Linked DNA regions of Danio rerio: region 2 is linked to region 1. A link is a contact called in public Micro-C data. All regions are on one chromosome and are shown on one strand. The core of a region is the stretch at or near the end of the contact, and the rest is flanking DNA. Distances in the headings are between cores, read along the strand shown. Region 1 holds the start of gprc6a (G protein-coupled receptor, class C, group 6, member A). Region 2 overlaps fbxl4 (F-box and leucine-rich repeat protein 4).

What was found. A called contact is a pair of places that touch in the nucleus more often than the background predicts.
Region 2: a Micro-C map of caudal fin shows a contact between it and region 1, with 8 times the contacts expected there. The contact joins the enhancer-like site here to the promoter of gprc6a in region 1. A contact is called at or near these places in 2 of 18 Hi-C or Micro-C datasets (caudal fin and hematopoietic stem cells).

What each region holds. Positions count from the first base shown.
Region 1 is chr16:35,348,526-35,355,523 of GRCz12tu, forward strand. gprc6a (G protein-coupled receptor, class C, group 6, member A) reads left to right here and starts at 4,317. Exons shown (of 6, transcript NM_001008731.1): 1 at 4,317-4,519. The coding sequence starts at 4,317. It overlaps LOC141378228 (a long non-coding RNA gene), which reads right to left. Exons shown (of 4, transcript XR_012392209.1): 3 at 4,285-4,549.
Region 2 is chr16:35,773,064-35,780,061 of GRCz12tu, forward strand. It overlaps fbxl4 (F-box and leucine-rich repeat protein 4), which reads right to left. Exons shown (of 8, transcript NM_001007315.2): 6 at 1,311-1,382; 7 at 1-273. The region is part of intron 9 of LOC137487924; the gene reads left to right. Among named protein-coding and RNA genes, the nearest start is that of pou3f2b, 12 kb to the left of the region's middle. Within about 2 kb of position 2,073, at least 2 of the 62 cell types and tissues checked have an H3K27ac peak or open chromatin away from gene starts, as enhancers often do. A contact at or near this core is called in caudal fin, where this site is marked.

The DNA of each region.
Region 1 (6,998 bases), core at 3,067-5,566:
TGCAGGTCACCGGCCCTCCAGGACTGGGTTTGAGCACCCCTGCCATACACTAACATGGTAACTCTAGGTCAGGGGTCACCAATCCTGGTCCTGGAGGGCCGGTGTCCCTGCAGGGTTTAGCTCCAACTTGCCTCAACACACCTGCCTGGATGTTTCAAGTATACCTAGTAAGATCTTGATTAGCTAGTTCAGGTGTGTTTGATCAGGGTTGGAGCTAAAATCTGCAGGACACCGGCCCTACAGGAACAAGTTTGGTGACCACTGATCTAGGTTAAAGGAAAATAGCACTTCAAAAGTACTTATAAAGCACTAAAATGTACTAAAGTAAAAGTACACATTTTTAAAAGTACTTAAAAAAAACCCTCAGTAATAGCAATATGTGTATTTGTAATTTGTTACTTTACACCACTGCAAGCTATGGAAGCCAATTCCAGAGTTTAGCTCTTGTATATAATATATGCAACTTATGACTTTATCATTTGATATTGCAGCGTGACGTTGTCTTGAAGTTTTGAGATTTTTTCTAATTTTAAAAACACCAGTGCGTTTCATAATTTATTCATTCATTTTCTTTTTGGCTTAGTCTCTTTATTAATCAGGGGTCGCCACTGCAGAATGAAACGCCAACTTATCCAGCATATGTTTTACGCAGCGGATGCCCTTCCAGATGCAACCCATCACTGGAAAACACTCATACACACATATGCTACGGACAATTTTGCTTACCAAATTCAACAGTACCGCATGTCTTTGGACTGTGGGGGAAACCTGAGCACCCGGAGGAAACCCATGCAAACATGGGGAAAACATGCAAATTCCACACAGAAATGCCAACTGACCCAGCCAATTATAATAAAACAAACTTGAATGTAGGGGCGGACTTAATCAAGAGGTATAAGCAGCCACTTAGGGCCCCGGGGAATTAGGGGGCCTTGACCAATGCCAAGAAGCCTATATTAATTATATAGCTATTATTTTTTTCCTTATTTTTATTAGATAATACAACATTGCATGGAGTAAAATACATTGTAACAGTTTTTTATTAGAGCATCAATTTCTAGCTAGATTAAAAAATGATTTTAAAAAAAGGGAAAAAGTGAGGAAATGAAGAAAATTCTCTGATGCTTGACAGACTCATTTATGGCACATTATTGAAAAATTAAATGCATTACAGGAGACCATCTCTTTAGGAAAATAGTTTTTTGAAGTCGTAATGCATATGTTATTTGTTCTATTTGATACAGTTCCCACACTTTTTAAATCCAAGCATTATATGGTGAGGTTCAGAATTTTGCCATCTGCATGTGATGCACTTCAAAGCTGCAGAAAGTAGGATTTGTAATAAGTAATATTTTTAGTTTAACTCGTTTTTTTTTTTAATCAGAGAGCCACAGCATCAGCTGTTTCCATCAAGCAGCAGGACACAATTTGCTCACATTTTTCTCTCTCTGAATAAAGCAATACAATAACATATTATTGCATTAAGAAAAATATTTAAACATTTTTTTTTAAATAATAATAATATTAATAAGATAGATAAAATAACATAGATAAAAGTAGCACATTGTAGGCCATACAACAAGACAGAAAATACATGTAAGTTATGTAAAGGGTACATCAGTAGGAAAAAAAAACACTCCATTTTATAACTAAGCCAGGGGCAGGGAAAATAGGTCATATATATAATTTATTTTTTATTTTTGCATCAAATGTATGTAACTGGGTGAGAAAGGATTTTTCCAGTTCAGTGTTATAATCCTTTTAGCAATTATTAAACAAAAGGCATGTGCATTTGATTGTAACATTTGTAGGATTAAATACTACTAGGGGGGCATGGCTCCATATCTAAACGATATCATTCAGAAATTGTTTTTAAAATGAATGACAAAGCAAGAAAGTATGAAAAAGAGAGGCTGGAGCTTGTTGAGATCACAACTTGGATCAAAATGATTTAATTTAGATATTTTTGCCTTAGTCTAATATATTCCATGCAATAACTTGAATTGTAGGGAATGACGATTACAGAGAATAGAAGAGGTTTGTACACAAGACAGGGCCTTGTACCATTCCTTGTCTGTGAAAACATGAATGAGATTTGATTTCCAGCTCTGCTTTATTTAAAAATAGGATGAGAAACCTAACTGTCTAATAAATGAAGAAATAGTTTTATCAGTTTTAGAGACTGTACCTTTACATAGTTTTGTATCTAAAACCTGGTAGATTTCTTGTTTGCGAGGTGCATGGGAAAAATGTGTCTAAAGATATAGTTGTTTTGGGTTTTGGGAAGGTTACATTTTTCTGATTAATATTAAGTACATTTTTTTATCTGTCATCAAAGCCCTCAGGGCATACACCTAGCAGTGCAAGTGTGGGATCTTCAGAAAATTCATAATGGAAGATTTCCTTAAGGGCATTAAATACTTCTTTCCAAGTTACTTAATTTAGGACATGACTACAGAATGTGTTTGGTTAACAATATTCTGTCCACAATTTCTCCAGCACTTGTTAGAGCAGGAAGGGTTACATTTTGAAATTGTTTGTGGAGTTCTGAAAGATCTAATTGTGTAACTTCCATTTGAATTCTCTCCGTATATTAGAATTGGTCACAAAATCCACTTCACTGCCAACTTCCTCCTAAGTTTCCAGAGAAATTGTTCTATTCATTTCAGTCTCCCATTTCTCCCTTATCCGTAAGGTGTTATTTGTATTCTTAGATAAGAATATTGAGTCCCCTTTAGAAATGATTTTATTGAACACAAGTTCAGTTTGTATATCTTTTAGAAACTGTTTTATTGTAGAAGGGTTTTTAATTCCTTTTTACTCCTTATGTGTTGTGAGGAAATGTCTGAGTTGTAAGTATCTGAAAAATTCATATTTTGTGAGCGAAAACTCATTTCCTAATTGTTCACATGACTTGAGTGCATCATTATGAAACATTTAATGCTAGTAGCTCAGTCCACATCGAGACCATTTTTTAACCTAATATCTGTATGAAATGGTATGAAATCCTTTAGATATCCGATACTGGCTAAGGATGAAATATTCGTTGACATGCCAAATGATGTTTGTATGGTTGTCCATATTTTATATGTCATTTTTATGTCAGTTTTATTTGCAGATTACCTTGTGCAAACGGCCAGCTGGCTGCTTAATCTTATCATTTCATAGCTGATCATGAAATAATATCAAAAATTGAGTTGAAATTATTTGATCTTGTAGATTTATAAAGTATTAAATAAAAATATTCCATTACAATGTTGAAAACAATCAATATTTCCAATGACAAATAACCTAGTGAGATAACATTATTTATTATCAATCTAATCCAATCAATCAAAATTAGCGTCAGAGTTGCATCCTATCCATGATTTGCTATCTTAATCCTTTACCCATAGACTCCTGAGACTATCTTTTTCTAAAAGCTTTTTTTACCTTCTTAAAAAATAATGGTAAAATAGTAGTGGGATAAAAAAAAAAAGCAGCACAAATAAACCTGCAGTAATGTGCCAGACATGAATGTAGCAGTCATTTACTGTTCCTACAGAAAACAATACTTTAGAATTGATTTATATAAATACCAAACTATGAAAGAATTTGCTCTTTGCATTGATTAAAAACAGAACCTAACACGTCACCACCACAAGGTGGCGTGAATTAGCCACTTGCAAGATTTTTTTTAATTTACTGGTGACATTTAAAAACAGGAAATAACAAGTAAATGTACTGCATTACTTGACATTAGTTTTTGTTTGTTTGCTTTTTGTAGGTTATTATTTATTACATTTTTTTCACTTTCCTTTTAAAACTGTATTAGTTGGATTTGACTGTTCAGATCACTAGTTAACGTCAATAATTTATAAAGCTCAGAACTTACTATAGCCAAAGTTTGGATAGTGTTATTATAGTAACAAATTTAATTCATATTTTAAATAAATTTTTATTCTCATTTTAGTCTTCGTAATTTATTTTATTATTGTAAGTATTACATAGCTTTGCTTCTTTAGTAGAACAAATGAATATTCAGTAGAACAAAGCAAGCGTATTTCAGTTACCCTAATGACACGTTGCCAAACATACACTAAAAAACACAGGCTGGTGGTTGGTTGTTCTTTTGTTAAGGGTGTTTTTGGCACTGGTTATGTTTCACCTGTTGTGCAAGGAAAGGACCTCCTTTATATTTATTTGTGGGTGGGGGAGGGGCTTGAGAAGGTGGTGCATGTGTGTTTTCTCTTTTTACTTTTTTAAAGCTCTGGGCATTATAAGTGATGATGTGTAAGTGCACACCTGTCAGTCGCTCAGGTGAACTCAGGGAAAACATGGATTTGATGAGCTTCATTCTCTTATGGGCTGGGCTGATGAAAGTTGCAGAAGCCTCAATTGCACAGTTCAGCCAGTTGGGAGCCTCAGCCCCTGGAAACATCATCATTGGAGGACTTTTCCCCATCCATGAGGCAGTGGTGCCAGTAAACTACACCGGCAACAACAGCATCTCTGCCCCTGAGCATCCGGACTGCATAAGGTGAGCGTTCATCCAGTCCTGAAGGTCAGACTAAAGGGAAATGGAGTCAGCTGAATGTGTGTATTTATGTTGGAGACTGAAGGTTTTAATAGTATTTGTTATAGGAAAATTGATGAACAGTAATACATTTGTTGTAGGGTACAAATTCTTTGTTTGATTACAGTTTAGACCTAAAATTGAGACAGACGTCTCCGGTCTGGTTTCCGTCTCCGGTGGTTCTTTTAAAATTATTAATTTACATAACATAAAATCATTAGGAAAATATTTATAAATAAAACAACTTACAAGTGAGAAAAATGGAAAACATAAATAAAACAAAAATATCATTCTAATGCAGCACACAAAATAAAAAGTATATAAAACTTTTTTAGAATATGAAATGGAGTAAACAAATATCTAAAATATAAAAGCCAAGAGTAGGGAGGCCCTAAAGTGACATGATAGTGGAAAAACTATTTTTCAAATATTTAGCATTTTTCTCTGCAAATGTTGCTTCCCCTGGGAAACTTAGCAGACCTATATTTTACAGAATTTGTTCTTTTTAATAAGCAATCACTTTTTTAATGCATTAAAAAACTATATAAATCACTATATACAGGCCTGTAGCCAGGAGGGGTACGAGTGGTTCGAAAGATCCACCCCCCCATAGACAGAATTTGGCCCTTATATGAGCTCATTTGTGCCATTTTTGACAGTATGACAAAAGCAAGATTGACATATTTAATTGTTTAGTTTTTTGAATGATAAAGGATAATACACTTGTAATTTAAATAATTTTTTCCCCCGATTTTTTAAATGTACTTTTTTTTATTTAAAATGCTCATAACATAATTTATAAAATTTTAATAACTTACAATATAAATACACATTTGCAAATGAACACTTTGTGGTAAAATAATATGGTAAGCACTACATTTATAGTTGAAGTTTTATCAAAAAGTGTGGTTATGATCACCCTCTAATCCAGCAAATCCCGAAAAAATTAGGGCTTAATATGTCCCTAAAATGAGACGAATAACTGCAAAAAGGTCCACTTTTTAAGAAAATGTACCACGCCTTTTAATAGGCTGGATACAGGCCTGATATAGGGATATATTTTCACTGGTAATATTTCAAAGTTCTAAGAATTTGCAGCAACATTTGTGACAGACAAAGACATACTATTGGGAAGTTTAAAGCAATTAATGATTTTTATATCCATTCTAGTCTGCTTATATATGATTATTAATTTATTCATTCATTCATTTTCTTTTGGCTTAGTCCCTTATTTATCAGGGTTCACCACAGTGGAATGAACCACCAACTATTCCGGCACATGTTTTACACAGCGAATGCCCTTCCAGCTGCAACCCACTACTTTGAAAAATAATTAATAATAATAATAATAATAATTCCTTACATTTATAAAGCGCTTTTCTGGGCACTTAAAGCGCTTTACACAATGGGGGGGGGGGGGGGGGGGGGGGGGGTCTCCTCATCCACAACCAGTGTGTAGCATCCACCTGGATGACGCGACGGCAGCCATTTTGCGCCAGACCGCACACCACACACCAGCTGATTGGTGGAGAGGAGACAGTGATGAAGCCAATTGAATATAGGGATGGTTAGGAGGCCATGATGGACAGAGGCCAGTGGGCAGATTTGGCCAGGATGCCGGGGTTAAACCCCTACTCTTTTTGAAGGACATCCTGGGATTTTTAACAACCACAGAGAGTCGGGACCTCGGTTTAACGTCTCATCCGAAAGACAGTAAAATATAAATAATTATGTAAAATGTAATTATGTAAGATGGTTTAAGATTGAAATGCAAGATGTACATCTGTGGCACATGTTAGAAGTTTTGCGATTGATACAACGCACATAGCCAAGCAAACAGATATTGCGATAAAGACACGGGTCACACACTGAATACGAAGCGCAGCACTGAGCCTTAAAAAGCAGGATGTATTTACTCTCCTCTGGCTCTGCAAATTTTTTTCATATTTTTCAACACCCATTATTACAATGCTGGTGGGAGTGTGCTCAGTTGTGTGATTGAAGCAGAACTCCACTGCATGGTCTATCGAGAGCAGAGAAATGTAAACATGTAACCATCTTGAGAGAGAAATGACATGCCATCACTTAAATAATCTAAATTAAGTACGTTTATTTTATTGTTTATTAAAAACAAAATTATCGACATAATTTGGCACTCCTATTATAATGGTAAGGGAAACATTGCCAAAGAGAGAACAAGGGCAAGTAGTATCTAAGGAAACAAATCAAGAAAACATGAAGATGACACTTAGGTGTGGCACAGAAAACAATTGGGGCATTATAAACATCACTGTGACATAATTAAACTGAAGAGTTGTTTGTTGTAGATACTGAAATGGAATGTTATTATTGTTTTGCATTAAATGTGCTTGCCTTAAAGCTATACTTTAAAAAGATGCTATATAAATAAATGTGACATGACATGGCGTGCCGAATTGCTGGG
Region 2 (6,998 bases), core at 823-3,322, 420 kb after region 1:
CAGCTCCTCCAGGTCTGCGTCACAGACAGTGCGATTTGCGGTGAGGAAGAGTTTGCGCAGACGAGGTAAACTGCGGGCCAAGTGCTGGAAACAGCCAGAGCTGCTCTGAAGTGTGGAGCACCAGCCCAGATCCAGCTCCTCCAGCAGCCGGCAGCCTGAAACCAGCTCGGCCAGACCACGCTCACTCAGATTTCTGCAGCGCCACAGGTCCAGAGAACGCAGAGAACGACAGCGGGCGCTCACCATACTCACAACCACATCATAGTCCTCAATCTGTCAACAAACACCACAATCAAACACTCTGAAGTTTCATAGGAAAATACAAGCAGATAACTTTCTGTATAGGCAATGTGAATATCAATTGGCATACTTCAAAACAAATATAAAGAGTGGCTACTGGCACTTTGAGAGTCCAAAAAGCATTTACAGTCAAAGCAGCATTAATACATGTATCTCTTGATGATACACAGAGGTATCTTGAAGTTAAATCATCAGTTTGTGCATGACATACGACAACTAAAATATGACAAAATACTTACATACTTACTGTATGTTCCAGGTATACTCAGAATATTTGCAGAAGCTATCAACAATGTGAAAGATTATCTGAAACAGACCAATCTTATAATTTCAGAAAACATCAGGAGCCACAGAAATTCATTTAGTTTTGTCTGCAATTGTTTTTAACCCTTAAAATGCTAGTAGCCTGAAATTGACAGACAAGGTTCATTCTTGAATCAAGTCTTTTGAATTTTCTTTTTAAAACAAAACAAGGGTATACACTTTTAATACCCCATTTTATCATCATTTCAGTGTATTATTGTTATTTTTAGATATACACTTTTGTCAATCATGTATATTATTTAGTACAGATAGTAAGCACAGGTCACCTTTATGAATATTTTATACATTTCTCTGTGAATATAGCTAATATTTGTAGGTGCCAAAACAGATTTGTTAAACAAATATATTTATTAAAACAAAATCTTAGTCGCTCAACATCTTTAGTGAGATAATTCATTTAAATTTAATTCATGTAAATTTACTCCTCATCTGTTAAACAGAAATTGAGAGAAAAATAAACAGGGGTTAAAAATGTTTATATATATATATATATTACTTTTTTTTTTTTTTTTGCTGTATTAGCGTACGCCATTTTCCAGCAAATATTTCATTTACTAGGCACAATGTATTTATGATTTGATAACATATGCCAGTAATCAATGCAAAACAGTATTTTATTGTGTAACTGCAACTCAGCCATGTAAACCTCAAATCCGGGCATCAGTTCATCCATCCAGTAGACTCACCATTACACAGCTCCCCAGGTTGAGGTGTCTGAGCTCTGGGCAGAATGTTAGAATGCTCAATATGGCTGATTGCTGTATGTGTAGAGAGAAATAAAAATGGATTATTGATTTACATGATTAACACACCAATGCTAATGAGAGAATACCAAACGCTCCAATTCCAAGACAATTCATCATAACTTTTTTGATGTAGTCGCTGTTTTGTATTAGTTTGTGTGACTTCATTTGTATATTTTAGTACAATATGCTCATCCTTCAATGAGTGGTATGGTTAGGGGTGGGGTTTGGAGACATTCCTCCTTTTAAAAATAATTTTCATATGACTTAGCAACTTTTTTGACACTATGTTAAATATTGACATCCAATTGAGATGCCACATAAAGGAACACACATTTGATAATCGTAAATCAAAGACAACGACACATTTACCTACAAATAGACATGTTAAAATTAAACTATTATTTGAACTCATGTTCTGGCAACACAACTGACACTCATATGTTTCAGAGATAAAAAAAAAAAAAAAAAAAAGTTGTTTTGATGTAAAACGCTGGAGTCTTGAGGCCATCAGTAAAAGAAGGCAGACATTGTTTTCATTATTGTGTTGAAATGAAAGATGAAGACTGATGGTTATGTGTGGATTAGTGGACAAATGTTCTGTGCATATTTCCATTGTTATTTACAGTGATGATGACTGAGATGTGTTTGTGTGTATGTTTATGTGCTGTCTCCATCACTACAGAAACATTATACCTGCTGGAAGAGGCGCTCGTACACTGCCAAATGCTGATTCAGTTAACCACACACGAAGGGACGGGACGAGCCACAGATTACTGACACGCACCGACATGCAGCATTGGTAAACGGCAGACTTACTGTTGTAGTATCATTTACAAAAACAGGTAAATATAGTGTATTTAAAAAAAAAAAATCTGCTTACACACAAGCATCTTTTCTTCTTTAATTCCCAAAATAGCTTGCTTTTTTAATGATGCCGTGTAAACAATAAACAAAGGCAGGTGATGTATAAAGCCCACAACTTTTGTGGGAACAGAAAATCTCATAGATCTGTAACTGGTGATTTTGTCTTTGATGTTAAAATAATTCATTTTTACCAGTGTTGGAAGTTATTTTAAAAAAGGTAATGATTACTGATTACATCATTAAAATTGTGTTAAATTATTTTCTAATTTTTCTGCCTGAAAAGTAACTCATTTACTAAAGTAATTTAATTACTTTAGTCATTACAAAAAATTCTTACAAATCCCAAAGCATGCTGAATACAAATTAAATCTTTTAATTCTTTAAATTTGATGACCTTTTATATTTATTTTAAAAAATGAACAGTTAAAGGTCCTGTGAGGTGCTTTGTAATTTGCATTTTTATTCAATGTTTGACAACCTCAAACGAAACATGAAAAGACAGCAACGCAGTGTTGCTCCTCCCCTTTAGCACCAATAGCATTTTGCTCTTAGTGGTTCAGCTCAAGTACATCAAATGCGAAGCATCTTGCAGGGGTTGGGGAATGTCAGATACTAGAGAGCATTTGATTGGTCACATGTTCATGAGAAAAAGAAGTAAGATAGGGTATCCGCAGGGTCTAAAAAATTAAAATCTTAAAATCTACTGAAATGTTGTGTTGTAGGTCCTAAATCTTTTTTTAATAAGGTCTTAATTTTTCTTTGTTCAAGTTTAGCTACCCAATTTGGCCATTAACACCCATACAATCACCAACAGTTCATCTTAATCAAACTAAATAAAAAATAAAGAACTTTTTACTAATTACTTTCACTGTAAAAAATGTTACTTAGATCTAACTTAAAAAAAGTGAGGCAAGTGGTTGCATCGGACGTTTTAGGTTGATTCAACTTCCAGCCTTTTTTAAGTATTTTAAACACTAAAACATTGCTTAAAACAAATGCAATAAAATTAAGTTGAGCCAACTAATATTTCTAAAATTATTCAAATCAGATAAACTTACTTTTTTTGTTAAACTTAACTTACTTATACATTGCTATATGTTGACTGTACTCATTTTAATTAAGTATTATGAACTTAATGATCTAAATAAAATTAACCATGCATATGTCATTTAAAACTAATTTAATTGACTTCTGGCTGTAACCTCAGAAAATAAATCTTCGTTTCTATATTGTAAGCACAATATACACTAGTAAAAACAGATAAACAGACTTTCCTGTCAATAACAATTAAATAAGAATGGAAAGATGGATTAAAGACCATAACATGTATTCAATATCAATCGATGTTCCTTTTAATAGTGACTACAAAATAGGCCATTAATGTGGCTACACGTACACAATACATTAATAAAAACATTAATAATACCAGATCCTATTGAGAAATCATCCAAGGCAACTCAGTGAGGAGATTTGCATATTTTGATGAAGATTTAGGATGCATAATGTCCAGTCCCACAAAGAGTCTCTAATATATCTCAAATGTATACAGTTTTGATGGATACTTGAAGTCGAGGACATCGGTAAGTCCAAACAGGAGCCATCATGCATTTGACAGGTTTGGCAAACCTCTGACAGTCCTATGATAATCCAAACTGTGTTGGGCTGATGGCAAATTTTTCCCGTGGGCAGCCGCATGCACCTCTGATTCCTCACAACTCTATTGGTAGAGACAAAAAGAAACAGGAGTTCAGGTGGTTGCTACCAAACAACATTAAATAGCTAAATACTAAATAGAAAATAACTACAAGTGAAGTTACAAAAGTGCAGTGAGAATGATGCATGGGTGAAACACCTTAGTTTATCAGTTAAAAATTACCTTAGTTAAAATTACCTAACTTCTATTTAAAAAATAAAAAAAGGTTATAGAGGTTGTGTAATTACATTATTCCAGGTGTTTTTAGTTATCAAATTTTAAAGAAAACTGTGATTTTACTCAGTGTAACAGTGCATGTCATTGTGGTTTCCTGTCAATCAAAGAATTGTTAAAATTTAGGTATTACATTTTTTGTTTATTTTGGCAACTTATAAAGCATAAGAATGTGTATTTAATTTAGATATTAAAACTGTTTGAAAATGGCTATATGAAAATTATAGAATACAAATTCTATAATTTAATTGTCATCTTCATTTTGCACCAAACTTTGCACGTCATAATACAAATTCTATTAAATAAATAAATAAATACATTGCCATTTTACACATTACATTAAGGTTTACAATAAATTTTTGCTAAAGCTACATTTAATTGACATTTAATTAATGTCACTGGCAAATGACAGTTCAGTGATTCAGTGTTATCAGTTAGCTTTATTGAAAGACTGACAGATAATAAGAAACTGCATTAGGATATTTTTATACTGTTTTTACTGTTGCACACATAAAAAAACTTCAGATATCAAATGTAAGTTAATTCTATGGAGCCCACTATTGTTTGCAATTTTACCAATGTTTTACCTGCCTGCAAATAATTATAGCTGTAGTTGTATCTAATGTTTTTCTTACCTGGATGTGAAGTTTGAAGATCCACAGGTAACAAAATCACTTTGGTATCTAAAGACCAAGAACGTGCATTTTAGAATGAGGTGCATACAATTTAAATGGTTCTGTAAACATCAGTAAATGTAATTTAAGTTAAAATTAATTGTAAATCTGCAATTTATTCACTATGCAGCATTAAAAAACTTATGGACTAAATCTCTAAAACACAAACTTTAAGTTATACTTTCTCTTACGTTAAACACAAACTACTTAACTGTTGCATACGTTTCTGCATTTAATATCCATCCTTAATGTGCTGCTATAACTTAGGTGAGCTAACTTTAGCTAAGTTAGCGCTAACAAACTGAACCCCCACACCCCGACCGCCCACCAGTGACCTTGTTAATCGGTTCTGCAACGTTAGTTATACCTACTAAGTGTTTTAAAACTACTTTCACTATTTTTTCTCAATAATATCACTTTTAATCGTTAGCATAAACTAGCGTTGGTTAGCGTTAGCCAACTTAGCTTTCCATGTGAGAGCAGTCTAACTGTTAACATACCTGAGGCTACAGTACAATTTACAAAGCTAAAACCTCACCTGCCTAGCGAAGACAGCAGTTTTGCATGACTTTACAATTATCATTCGGCTAAATTAGCAACTTACCGTGTTAATCAGATCCGCTGCTGGGAGCAGTTGATGTCGACCATTGCAGAAGCTGCGTCTGCCTGCTAAATCCCGGGCAATGAAAAAGGAGTCACGCCAAACTATTAAAATCACGTTTTATGAACACCTGCCCACATCGACAGCTGCTCTAATAAATTGTCTGTGTCAACTCACTTTTATAACATTTATTCTACACAATAACCACGTACAAAAATCTAATCAAATAAACTGCATTAGTTTTATTCAAAATATACAGTTATATAAAAACTGATATATTTTAAGTAAAGAGGAAGCAAATTTTATTTTTTTGGTATAAAACAAATAAAATTAACTAGATTGCAATTATTTAAAGTAGATAGAACCAACTTTGTGAGTGTAGCACTTTTTACAGTGTTCGATTCAGTAACATTTGCTTAAAAGCTCACCATTTAATTTACTGCTAAAGATACTAACCAGACCTATATATACATATATAGCATTTTTTAAAAATCTGAATTATTAGATGCATTGTACAAATTATACATTGACGATAAACTACGCTTATTTCCGTAACGTTAGTTTGTGTATTCCATCCTTCAGTGAATCAAATTTATGTTTACAGTTAAGTTACATCTAATTTATTAATAAAATATATTTATTTATATATTTTTAAAGGCTATTTAGTGTGTCCTGACCTGATTAGCTATTTTCGGCCTTCTTTTAGATCATGGGCAGGGCTCGAAATTGCGACCATTTTGGTCGCATATGCGCCCGAAAATTAATCTATGCGACCTCATAATATATCTGGGAGCATTAGTGCGACTGCAGATAATGGTTGTAGTGCGACCTGTTTTGATTTTTTGTAAAAACGTGCTGAATCGCTCTTCCCTGCCGCTATATTGGTTCATATTAGCTGTCAATCACTCAAGGTATTCCGCTGTCAGATGACAGGGAATAAGCTTTTATGACCACGGGGAAATACAAACGGCTGAAGAGTAAAAACTTAAAGCACACAGGTTTGCAAACCCCACCTAAAGTTGAGGCGCAGATGAGAGCGATCATGACACGTCACGTGGTGAATAATGATCCGCCAGCTGTGATCAATCGAGTACGCGCTTCTTGGAGAAGGTGCCCGAATCTCCATGCGTTGCATTCACTGCGTGTTCAGCGCAAATGTCCGCTAAAAGTCAAATCTAATACTGTACATATAATCGCCAAAGAAGCTCGCCTTTACTAAGTTTACACTGAAACTGTGGCTCATAACAAAGACCGGTATTGGGCCGGTGGTCGGCGCAAGAATCCTGCTCTGTCTGCTCATAAATTGGGTCGGCTGACTCGCCAGCTTTTCCACAAACACAGAAACATGAAGATCAGCTCAGACTGAACCTTTAAATTGACACAAACTGAAACCAAAACTTTTAAAGAGTGATAGAAGTGAGACTTTACTTACTTTCTTTTGTCTATTCTTGTTTGAGGTGTATATTATTTTTTTATTTATTTACTGATGACTGCTTTGCAGCTTTCATCATTGAATTGAATGATTTATTATAATCTTTTGTTTGTTTTGTAGCAGAAATATT